Linked DNA regions of Sus scrofa: all the other regions are linked to region 3. The links are chromatin contacts, called in public HiChIP or PLAC-seq maps. All regions are on one chromosome and are shown on one strand. The core of a region is the stretch at or near the end of the contact, and the rest is flanking DNA. Distances in the headings are between cores, read along the strand shown.

The links. HiChIP or PLAC-seq counts read pairs in DNA pulled down with a chosen protein or histone mark.
Region 1: a contact with region 3 is called in an H3K27ac HiChIP or PLAC-seq map of skeletal muscle. The contact joins two enhancer-like sites. A contact is called at or near these places in 5 of 47 Hi-C or Micro-C datasets (embryonic fibroblasts, heart right ventricle and liver) and 1 of 2 datasets of contacts at active chromatin or transcription factors (skeletal muscle).
Region 2: a contact with region 3 is called in an H3K27ac HiChIP or PLAC-seq map of skeletal muscle. The contact joins two enhancer-like sites. A contact is called at or near these places in 5 of 47 Hi-C or Micro-C datasets (embryonic fibroblasts, fetal heart ventricle, heart right ventricle and 1 more) and 1 of 2 datasets of contacts at active chromatin or transcription factors (skeletal muscle).

Annotation. Positions count from the first base shown.
Region 1 is chr15:54,542,573-54,546,422 of Sscrofa11.1, forward strand. All of the region lies in intron 8 of RBPMS (RNA-binding protein with multiple splicing), which reads right to left. Among named protein-coding and RNA genes, the nearest start is that of SMIM18, 79 kb to the left of the region's middle. Within about 2 kb of position 1,274, at least 28 of the 83 cell types and tissues checked have an H3K27ac peak or open chromatin away from gene starts, as enhancers often do. A contact at or near this core is called in liver and skeletal muscle, where this site is marked.
Region 2 is chr15:54,683,469-54,687,404 of Sscrofa11.1, forward strand. The region is part of intron 1 of RBPMS (RNA-binding protein with multiple splicing); the gene reads right to left. Among named protein-coding and RNA genes, the nearest start is that of RBPMS, 40 kb to the right of the region's middle. Within about 2 kb of position 2,478, at least 3 of the 83 cell types and tissues checked have an H3K27ac peak or open chromatin away from gene starts, as enhancers often do. A contact at or near this core is called in liver, where this site is marked.
Region 3 is chr15:54,610,265-54,614,043 of Sscrofa11.1, forward strand. The region is part of intron 4 of RBPMS (RNA-binding protein with multiple splicing); the gene reads right to left. Among named protein-coding and RNA genes, the nearest start is that of RBPMS, 110 kb to the right of the region's middle. Within about 2 kb of position 2,432, at least 39 of the 83 cell types and tissues checked have an H3K27ac peak or open chromatin away from gene starts, as enhancers often do. A contact at or near this core is called in liver and skeletal muscle, where this site is marked.

The DNA.
Region 1 (3,850 bases), core at 24-2,523, 69 kb before region 3:
CTGAGGAACAGCAGTTCCCACTTTGGGACAGTTCAACAGGGACAGCACCGGGCAGCTCCTGGGCTCTGGGAACCTAAGAGACCTGGCAGCCACCAGCAGCCTCTTACAGAGCAGGGCCTGGGAGGGTCATCCTGGAAAGTGGCTGAGACTGGGTGTGGTGACTCCACACTGTGACCAAAGGCCTGAAACCAAAGCTGCCCCACCTTCAAGGACTGCATGAGCAGGCGAGGAACACTCCACCTTCCACAGCTGGACCATCTGGGTAAGGACGGACACGGCTGTACAGTCCCCCCTGGCCCTGGCTGGGTAAGGAAGGGCCAGGCCGGCTGGGCCTGCTTGCTCTGAGCAGGGATCAAAGGCTATCTCTGAGCAAGCGCAGGTTACCAGCTCTGGCTGCTTTGTGGTTCCACAGATCCCAGGCTGTTCTCCCCATTCTGATCAGCTTTGCCCTGGATGTTTCTGCCACCACCTCAAAGGCAACACCTCTGTACCCAGACTCTCCAGCTTCCCTTCCCACGGCTCTGTCCCTGACACGAATCTGCACCCTCTGGTCACTCTACCTTCCTGACACTGGTGTCACGACCTTGGTTTGCTTCTCCTGTTTTGTGCTTCCTCTTGACTCTCCCTGCATTACGCTTTGGGCAGCAAGATGAGACTCCTAAAGCATCTCCCTTGACCTTGCTCACATCTCCAGTGCCTCCCCAAGACCCTCAGCTTCGTCATGATCCATAGGAACATGCTGGCCCTATTCCTGCCTCCTCCCTTGTGTGAGGAGATACTCAGAACATGCAAACCCTACTATTCCTCACAACCCAGTTGAAAACCCCACTTCCTCAGACCTTTCTCGACCCTTCAGCCTATGGGCTTTCTCCTCTCAGCTCTTACAAGGAGCTCTCACTGTCCAGGCCACACCTGGGCTTTCTCAAGGATTACCTTGATTATTTTTCCCTCAAGGCTATCTCTGCCTCCCTCTACTCCAACTTACTCACTTGCATGTAGCAAAAATGCAGGCACTTTGACAAATGAAACAAGAGCGATGTGGATTGCCTGCCTGGATAAAACCTGGGCTGGGCTGAGAGCTTGGGGGGCTGTGCCCAGGGGCCATGTGGGCCCTGCTCACCGGCCTGAGGGCGGCCTCTCCAGAGAGCTGATCCCGGGCATGGGATGGTGCCTCCAGCTCTCCCATAAGCCACCCACCTGACTTCATGGTACTCTGGGCCTCCAAGCAGAGAAAGGTGGACAGGGCCGGTCAGTCTTGGCTGAGTGCAAAGACTGATCTTTGGGACTGAAAAAGATCAGGGAAGGGGGTGTGAGTCGATGGCTTCCTGAGCTTTTCCATAACTGTGCTGGGTGAGTGCAGTTCTCACATGGGAAAAGAATGCGTGTGCACTGCCACAGATGTTCCAGACCGAACAGAAGGTCAAAATGTGGCTATTTCAGTCCCTGTAAACAAGGAAAGGGGTTTAGCTAGGAACGGAGTTCAAACCCTGGAATGTATTAACAAGGACATTTTAAACAGAATGCGAAGACATCCGGGAAGAGAGCACTGTGGGGGGTGGGGGAGGGCTAGGCTCTGTTGAGAGAGGCAGACTCTCCTCACAACCTTTCCCAAAAGGGGGTCAACTAGGGCATGCATGTGACGTGATAAACAAGGGAACAAAATGTGTATAAAGTCTGGTCTGAAACAGGTCACAACTGTCCCCATTTGAAGACAGAATGTGGCCCCTTGGTACTTGGGGACAGCAGCTACTGGGCAGGGGTCGAGGTGCTGGCTGCCTGCAGTGGGGGTGGGGGAGCAATGTGGAGACAGGACAGGCTGCTCTTGCCTGACACAAGGCCGTAAGTTGGTGCATTAGAGTCTGTTTATGCCAGCAATAAAAAAAATCCTGTTTCCCCCCATTCCATTGACACATACTTGACCTATTTACTAATAATTTCTTCCCCAAGAGCTTCTCTTAACATTTATTCATTTTTACCAAAAGTCAGGTAAGGAATATTTCTTTCCACCCAAATCCCAATAAACGTGGGGCATCCTATGACTAAGGTTTTTAGTAAGAGTGGTTTGGTTTTCATTTTATACCTGTCAGCTTGATTTTTAAGAAAACAAATGCTAGTATTCATTTGTAATAAAAAAGCTTATTAGTAAAAAGGTTCAGTCTATGAAGCCTCCAGGGAACAGCCTTCAGTAGGTAGGCAGAAAATCCTCCCTATTCTAACGCTGCCGCCCCACCCCCACCTCCACCCCACCCCCAGAGTTTCTTGTGTGGATCCCAGCCCCCACCCTCAGAAGGCCCCACCTTGGGGCCAGACATCCTCATCACTGCCCAGGCCTGTCTCCAGAAGCAGTGTCCTCTGACTTGGGATCTGGGGAGAGAAAAGCCTCCTTCACTCTTAGGACCAGTGAGTGGCCCTGGAATTGGCGAGCCCCACTGTGAATAAGGCTGGGACTGAAGACACTCTCCCCACTACTGGTTCCCCACGCCCCAGGACCTTGCGCCCTAGGGCCACGCTGCTGTTATCCTTCCCTGGGTCAACAGGCCCTTACACTGACTTTTGTTGCTTCCTAGCGGGGTTAAGGCCTGGGTTGATTTACTGGATTCTAAAAAAAAAATATATATATATATATATATATCACTAACCTGCTTCCAAAATACTGTATAGGTAGCTTTTAATTGGTCCTTCAATTCCACAGAGGAGAGCGGAAGGCAAAAACAATTTTAAACAGTGCTGCTGAGTGGTGCCATGAATTAGAATATTGTGAGCATCGTTATTCAGCACCATGACTGAAGGAAAACCTGACTAATTAGAAAGCAGGCTGCAGGACTAGCAGGATAGCTGCTGGCTGCCCTGTGTGATGTGGAAGAACATGTGCTTGTTGGTAAGTCTGCCTGTCCAGGCAGAGAAGCCCGGATGAGGCCCACGCCTGCACCTCTGGAGGGCACTGAGAAGTGTGTTCCGAGCACCAGATTATTTACCCAAATGTGGTAATAACCTCCTAGGCCCAACTGCCTGGTTCTCTGTCCTTAGCAGGAATCTTGTTCTTGTTCTGACTCATCTTTCTTTATAGGCCCTTCAGAGGGATGAAATCTGCCACCTTATTTGGGCTGAGACCTAACTGCTGTTGGCCTGCGCCTGGCATTCCTGCTGTTCTAGGTCAAGCTTTCCAGAGACTGGAAGCCCCACATGGTGCCCAGCAGGCGGGTCACCTCTGGGGACGCTGCCTCAGTGTTCTGAGACCACGCTTCCTGCTAGAAGTGGACAAACTGAGAAGTGACAGCTGGTTATCAATGGAAAAGACAAGTCACCAAAATCTTCCACCACTAGAAAAGCCCTGCAGTTTAGAGGAATCCAGTGAGACTCCATTACAACTCAGTCATGCCCCAGGGCAGTCCCCCTATTTCTGAAGAGAAAAATGCCTCCAAATCATCAAGTAAGGGCACTCTACCCAGTATAATTGGATTAATACATCAAAAAGACAAGACATACTATGCAGATTTCCACCAAAATGGTTTTAAAAAAAGGGGGTGGGGGAGATCCTATTGTGGTGCAGCAGAAACAAATCTGACTAGTATCCATGAAGATACGGGTTCAAGCTTTGGCATTGCCGTGAGCTGTGGTATAGGCTGCAGACGTGGCTCAGATCCTACATTGCTAGGGTTGTGTAGGCCAGCAGCTGCAGCTCGGATTCAACCCCTAGCCTGGGACTTTCCATAGGCTGTGGTGTGGCCCTAAAAAGAAAAAAAGGAGTTCCCATCGTGGCTCAGTGGTTAACGAATCTGACTAGGAACCATGAGGTTGCGGGTTTGATCCCTGGCCTTTCTCAGCGGGTTAAGGATCCGGTGTTGCCGTG
Region 2 (3,936 bases), core at 1,228-3,727, 73 kb after region 3:
ATAAGAACAGAATTTAAGTTACAGCGAAGACTTTGAACTTACGAATTAAAAAAAATTTTTTTATCATTCAGCTTTGCTTAGATTATAAAGTCCTTAAGGATGGAGGAGTTCCCATTGTGGCTCAGTAGGTTATGAACCTGACTAGCATCCATAAGGATGTGCGTTTGATCCCTGGCCTCACCCCACTGAGGGTCCAGCATTGCTGTGAGCTGTGGTGTAGGTCACAAACACAGCTCAGATCCCGTATTGCTGCGGCTGTGGCATAGTCCAGCAGCTACAGCTTCAATTTGACCCCTAGCCTGGGAACTTCCATATGCTATGAGTGCAGCCCTAAAGAGCAAAAGCAAAAAAAAAAAATTCCTTAAGGATGGAGATGTCTTCCTTTTCCTGTCCCAGGAGAGCCTTTAGTAGCTGGTTAAATGAAATTCCATATATAGTTCACAAAGAGAAAAAACTTAAATGTGGAAGAACTAAATTATATGATTATGTGTGTGTAAGAGAGATGAGGGAGTAATTATTTTTGAAAATCTAGTATAATCAAACACCAAGCACTTTTCCTGTTCTTAGTGGATACAAAAGATCATTGACAGTAACTCCTTTACTTCAAAGGTTCATGTAATTGTCTTTTATACACTTAATTTCCTTAGAGTTAAGGATACTAAAAGCTCCCAGAATTCTATTACCGGCCTTAATACCAATCACAGAATTCCAGAGTTAGAAAGTAACTAACAGACCATCTAATGCATGCAGCTCCCTCCTTTTACTGCTTAGAAAAGTGACATGACCTGGTGATGCAGGACTCGTTACAGTTTTTTTCCTTTATTCATTTATTTATTTATTTTACTTTCATTTATATTAAACCACAAACAAAATATGGGCTCAATCACCTCATAGAAGTCATTGCTTTGGGACCACATGAAATTCATGACTTCTCAGATATTTTATTCTTGAAGTAACTCATTCTTGGAAATCATCACTTAGATAACATGTACAATGACAAGGCTTACATGTACAATGGCAAAAAATCAGAACATGGGAGTTCTAGGTCAAGTCAATAATGACAATGAGTCAATTATAATTAGAACGGCTATCATGAAATAAACTCCTATTGTATCTTAATTGACTCATTCCTATGCATACACTATCTCATGTAATCATTCCCACGATCCTGCAATGGCAGGTATGATTACCCCTGATTTACCAAGGAGATCAATGAGATTCATTTTGCCCAAAGATAATGCCTCAATGTTCAAGTCTGGCTTGAAACCCAGGCCTGTCTCACTGTAAAGCCTGTGACTCTCTGCTGTGCCATGTTAAGAAGTGACTTCCAATCCCATTTCTCTAGGACGTTTCCAACTGGTTGGAAAGGTATACACATTGAGAAATGGTAGGCTCACTGCAACAACAAGGGCTGAGAAGCCAGGCCGTCCAGGTTTAAGAGTCCTGACTGTGGAGTTGCCATTGTGGCTCAGCGAAAACTAATCTGACTAGAATCCATAAGGACACAAGTTTGATCCCTGGTCTCGCTCAGTGGGTTAAGGATCCAGCATTGCCGTGAGCTGTGGTGTAGGCTGCAGATGCAGCTCAGATCTGGCATTGCTGTGGTGTAGGCCAGCGGCTGCAGCTCTGATTCAACCCCTAGCCTGGGAACCTCCACATGCTGCTGGTGTGGCCCTAATAAGACCAAAAAAAAAAAAAAAAAAAAAAAAGTCTTGACACCATCACTCACTGGTTCTGAATAACCAGAGCACACAGAATAGAGAAGTATTATGAGAGGCTTAACAGGGCAAATTTTAAGAAATGAAGTCTTACTGAATTAGAGTTATTCATAAATCATCACCCTTAAAATTCACAGGAGAGTATAATCTTCCCATGGAACCTGATAAATCATTCCAAATAACATGACAATTCTAGGGAGACAAAGGAAAAAAAAAAAAAAAAAAAAAGGTCACCACCACCCCCAAAAGTGAGATTTTAGAATCCCAACATGGAGAACTCTCGCTCTTGCCTCCCTTGTGGTGTTTATTTTGTTTCACAATTAAGTGACCACTGGAAGAATAAGTTTTTTCAAAGTTCTGGAAAGTCATCTTAAATTAGGCCCCGGAAAGAAATGGAATCTCTTTTAGTAATGACTCTTGTTTTCTTTGAAAGTTCATGTTTGGGTCAGCCAAGTTTTAAACGGTAAAATTATATTGCTGTGTTGTTATTCAAGTTTGGGGGTGGGGTGGGGGTGAGGCCGCTAGCTATTTGGATCCTGTAGGACAGCTTATCTGCTTTCTATACTCAAAGAAGGGTCTATTCTTAGGCGAAAGACATCATCATCCTAAGCTTGCACTGGATTTCTACTGAACATTCCACATGAGAAGACTCAAGAAAAATCGAGCTCTCCAAATAAAGGCTGTCTTCACAGCTTGTATGATTTTTCTTGGGTCCACAGAATGTCCAAGCTCAAGAGTTTTCTTCTTCTTGTTTTCCTATGTTGCAATATAACCAGAGAGAAAACAATTGTGTAAGGATTTTTTTCCCCATTTTAGTCTGTACCTTGTTCTAACAAGAAAAAAGCCACAAATAATAAAAATATTTTAAACTACCGCTAAGTTACAAATGAGCCAGAAGCCTTATGCGGTTTTATTACAATAGCTGCTACCCTGATCTTAAACTATTAGTCATATAAATTTGCATACCGCACTCTCACACTATTAACGACGCCTATCTAATTCTAATATCACCATCGTCTTTTCATATAGCTACCTCTATGGAGGTAGTCTTTGCAGTCACAGGAACTAAGGAAATGGTTGTGTTGACAGGAAGGCAAAACAGGTAAGGACACAAGTTAAGGCAATCATCCTCAGCGGATAAGGAAAACACTTCACTCCAGGAAGGATTTAAGTAGCCCTTGGCCCCACTGTCCACAAGGGACATCAGAAGTCATGACTGCCTTTGTAGTCAGTGCTGTCATTACCACATCAGAGGTCCTGGTGAAGATTTCTTAAGAGTAAAAAAATATATATATACACATACATACACACACACATACACAAATGAGATGCAGGGCTAAGGCGTCTGCAGGCTTCCATCTAATCAAAGACCCAGGACATCTTATCAGATAAAGGAGTGAAACATCATTACATTTTGATCAGAGTCACTTGAAACACCTATACGATTATCTGTCAAACTAAAGACTGTTTCTAAAGAAAATGATCTTTGGGAGTTAAATCAAAAATGTTAAAACTCTTAACAGACCCATATGATCAGTAGGAAGTATGCTGATAAGTACCATTACTGAACGAGAGAAGAAAGACTGCGAGTCAATGGAGTAGGCCTTGTTCATTTTCATACCACTTTAACTTATATATTAAAAATAAATTGGAGTTCCTTGGTGGCCTAATGGCGAAGGACCAGGCATCTGTCATGCTATTGTATGGCTTCCATCCCTGGCCCAGGAACTTCCGTGTACCACAGGTGCTGCCCCTGCAAAGTAAATCATACTCACAAATAATTATCCTGTTGCAGTGCAATAAACTGCTTCACTTTTCATCATTTTCATTAAGAAAAGGGCCTTGTTTTTCTTTAAATTTAAGAAGCTTGCCCAATGCCCATCACAGAGTAGACACTTAATGTATCTTTTTGGAACAGACAAAATATAAGAGGTGTTTTTAAAATTCATGGAACTTTCATCCATATCTAAAGAAAGTAGATGAAGATGAGACAGAGGCTATATAACTTTTGGCCTTTAGGAGAAACTGCACAACACGGTGTTTAGTCCATGTCCGTCAAAGCTATCCATTTATTCTCACACACAGATAAAAGGGTGACTGCATTATTCTGCCCTCCCCAGTTAGTAACATAGATAGCTACCAGGAAATCAGACACTGGTCTCTCCAGACAACATTTAACCAGTCATTTAAAAATGCTGTCATTACTGCATTCCTCTTC
Region 3 (3,779 bases), core at 1,182-3,681:
AATAAACACACCAGTAAACAGTGGCCTACCCCGGTCAGCAAGAGCTCTCATTCTCATTAGTTACACAGACTATGAAGGCCCCTAACACATCACGTCCACAAGGAGGGGGGGATTCGGTTTACTGTATTAAAAGTCTATCTGCATGGCTTTTAAACAACTCCTTTTCTTTTCTTTCCTTTTTTTTTTTTTTTAGGGCTGCACCTGTGGCATATGGAGATTCCCAGGCTGGGGGCTGAATTGAAACCACAGCTGCTGGCCTACACCACAGTTCATGGCAACGCCAGATCCTTAACCGAGTGGGGCTAGTGACTGAACCCGTATCCTCATGGGTACTAGTTCGGTTTGTAACGCGCTGAGCCACAAAAGGAATCCTTAATGACTCTTTTTTTTTTGGGACTAAAACATTCAGGTTCAAATTTTAAAACTGGACCAGGAAATTCCTAGCACAGTTAAAAAACTAAATGAATGGCTGCCAATAAGAATGAATTAACATAAGGCCCAATGTCATACCTGAAAGCCCAATACCTCAAGTCCTAAGAGGCAAGGCTTTGACAACTGTTGACACTGAGTCTAAACAATGTAATGCTTTAGTTTAGTCATTACCTCTGGAGGGGAAAGGTGCTATCCCTTTCTAACTGGAGCAGTTTCATAATGGTGAAACATGTATTCTGAGTTACTAAGTAGACAAGAACTAAACAGAGTTTTTTGTTTGTTGTTTTTGTATTTTGCTTTTTTAGGGCTGCACCCACAGCATATGGAAGTTCCCAGGCTAGGGGTTGAATTGGAGCTACAGATACTGGCCTACACCACAGCCACAGCAACAAGGGATCCAAGCCGTGTCTGCAACCTACACCACAGCTCGAGGCAACACCGGATCCTTAACCCACTGAGTGAGGCCAGGGATTGAACTCTTGTCCTCGTGGTTACTAGTTGGTTCATCACCGCTGAAACACAACAGGAACTCTCTTTTCCAAGTTCCATGAAATGAATGCGTATTGCATTTGGCAAAGGGAGTGAGGGGGAGTGGAGGAAGGAAGAAGACACATTTCTGAAAGGTACTCAGTCCAAGCCCATGCCCATAAGGGGCCCTAAAGCCTGTTTGTTTCTTTCTTTTCTCTTTCTCTTTTTCTTTTTTATCTTGGAGAAAAAGAGCAATTTCCACAAGAAATGAATAAGACTCTCTTACTCTGTAGACCTAGATGAACAACTCAGCTCCAAAGATGGGAGGAAGAGCCTGTGACTTGATGCTAATGGCAAGAGAAGTAAGGGATGGGGGGAGAGGGAGGAGAGGCCCCTCAGTGGGCACGAGAGCCATGGGACCCACAGATGTTCTGATGTGGGTGGAATTTCTTTGTGAACCAGATCTCTCCACTTTCTAAGAACAAACCAATTGAAGGCAGCAAAACAGGTGAGGTTGGACAAGAAGAAGAACCCTCTGTGCAGGCCTAACCAATGACAAAAAACTGAAAAGAGGGTGCCAGCTGTATGACATCTAAGAAGAAATTCTTTCTTTTTTTCCCCTGCTTTTCAGCATGACACCCACAAGATATAGAAGTTCCCAGGCTAGGGGTCAAATTGAAGCTGCAGCTGCTGGCCTACACCACAGCCACAGCAATGCAGGATCCAAGCCATGTCTGTGACCTACACATCAACTCATGGCAACACCGGATCCTTAATCCACTGAGTTAGGCAAGGGTTCAAACCCGAGTCCTCATGGATAATAGCTAGATTCATTTCTGCTGCTCCACAAGAGGCAGTCCAGAAATTCTTTAACTGGTCTGTTTTTTTGTTTTTTGCTTTTTAAACTTTTTTAGAGTCTAGTTGATTCATAATGTTGTGCCAATTTCTGCTGTAGAGCAAAGTGACCAAGTCATCCATACATATACATTCCCTTTGTTATATTATCTTCCATCATGGTCTCTCCCTAGAGCCAGTTTTCTTTTAATTTGGGAAACCTCAGTCTCATCTCGCTGAAAATGTGTATCAGGGGACAAGAGCGAGCAGCCTACTGAGGCAATGTTTGCATCCATCCACTTCCACTAAGAGCCTTTCACTCTATCAAAGCTAATATCACAACACAGTACATATTTCCAAATATGGATCTGAAGAGCTGTCGTCTTTGTTGGGAGACAAGTGAACTCCCCGGGCGTCATTTAAAGGTACCCTGTGGAGGGACATGCCTATTTCTGTCACATCCAACTACACAGCAATGACCTGCGATGGATTTCGGGGTGTCCTCCCTGGCACTTAATGCCATCATCCTTCCTGGGACTTCCCAACCCTGAGCTCACATCAACGTTAGCGCCATGGGTAACGGTGGACCTCTGGAGTTTCTAATCAGAGCAGGAGGCTGCACATCTGAATTCCATGCCTCAGCTCTTTCACTGACTCGCCAGGGTTGACCCAGGCTCCACGCCACGTGCTTGCAGCTTACACAACCTGGCCTCATGACTCAGGTCCTAAAACATGCTTAACTGAGTCGCTCCCACTACCCAGTACCCCTCCTCCCCGTTTGAGCTAAAATAACATCATCATCGTGTTCCAAATCAAAGTTCCAGCTCCTTATTAAAAAAAAAAAAAAAAAGAGTTAAAATGACCTAATTTGTTTGGCAGCTTATTCAGAGGCTGGAGGCTTAGAATACAAGGCACATTCCTCTAACATCTTTAGCAGCAACACCATATTTGGTAATCAATATCCTGCTCAGCTTGGTTTCTATCCAGAGGGATTAGCCAAGCCAAAAACATTTTCAATGTTGAAGGATGATGAAGAGGAGGCAGAGGGGGGCAGGGGTAGGGAAAACATGGAAGTAAAGAGGAAGAAAAGTGAGGAGAAAGATGAAAAAGGGAAAGACAGATAAGGAGGAGACATGAAAAAACAAACCTCCTCCCCCAACTCTTGTGCTTTTAATTAAAGTCTAACAAGATTATTAAACGCTGTCAGGCTAAGATTACTACCGTGTCAGAGGGGGAATCTGTACCTTTCAAAATCAACTTTTTCCTTGCTTGCCTACAAACCCACCAAAACCGTTCTTATGAATGACGAACTGCAACTTTTCCAACTGGAAATGGTTTTATTTCCTTCCTTTAAATGTTTTATTAACTGAAGTGAAGGTGATTTACAATGTCGTGTTAGGTTCAGGTGGACAGCAGGTTACTTCCTTGGTGTCCAGAAAGGAGTTTCTGGTTGTTGGTTTGAGAACAGTAAGTTATTCAGAAGCAGACCAATCTGACTGGCTATAGGAATAGATGGCCTCAAACTCTGTGACCAAACCAACAGAAGTTCACTGTGATCTGCAAAGGCCAACCTCCCTACCTAGGGTGAATACTAGGAGACAGAAAGCCTTGAGTCTACTACACTTAAAAAGCACACCAGGGCAGATCCATATATTGATGTGTTTTGGACTGAATGTTCGTGTTTTCCCCAAATCCACACATTGAAGCCCTAACCCCAGACATAATGCTATTTGGAGGTGGGCCCCCTAGGAAGGGATTAGTGCCCCTGAGAGAAGAGGAAGAGGCAGTAGGGATCTCTGTCCTCAGGGCACAAGTCAAGCCCAGGCCACAAGAGAACACAGTCAGAGGGTGGTGGTCTCCAAGCCAGAAAGAAGGTCTGCTGGAAACTTCACCTTGGACTTACTGGCCCCCAGAACCAAGAGAATTAATGTTTAAGACAACTTAGGAGTTCCGGTGTGGCACAGCAGAAACAAATACAACTAGGAACCATGAGGTTGTGGGTTCAATCCCTGGCCTTGCTTAGTGGGTTAAGGATCCAATGTTGC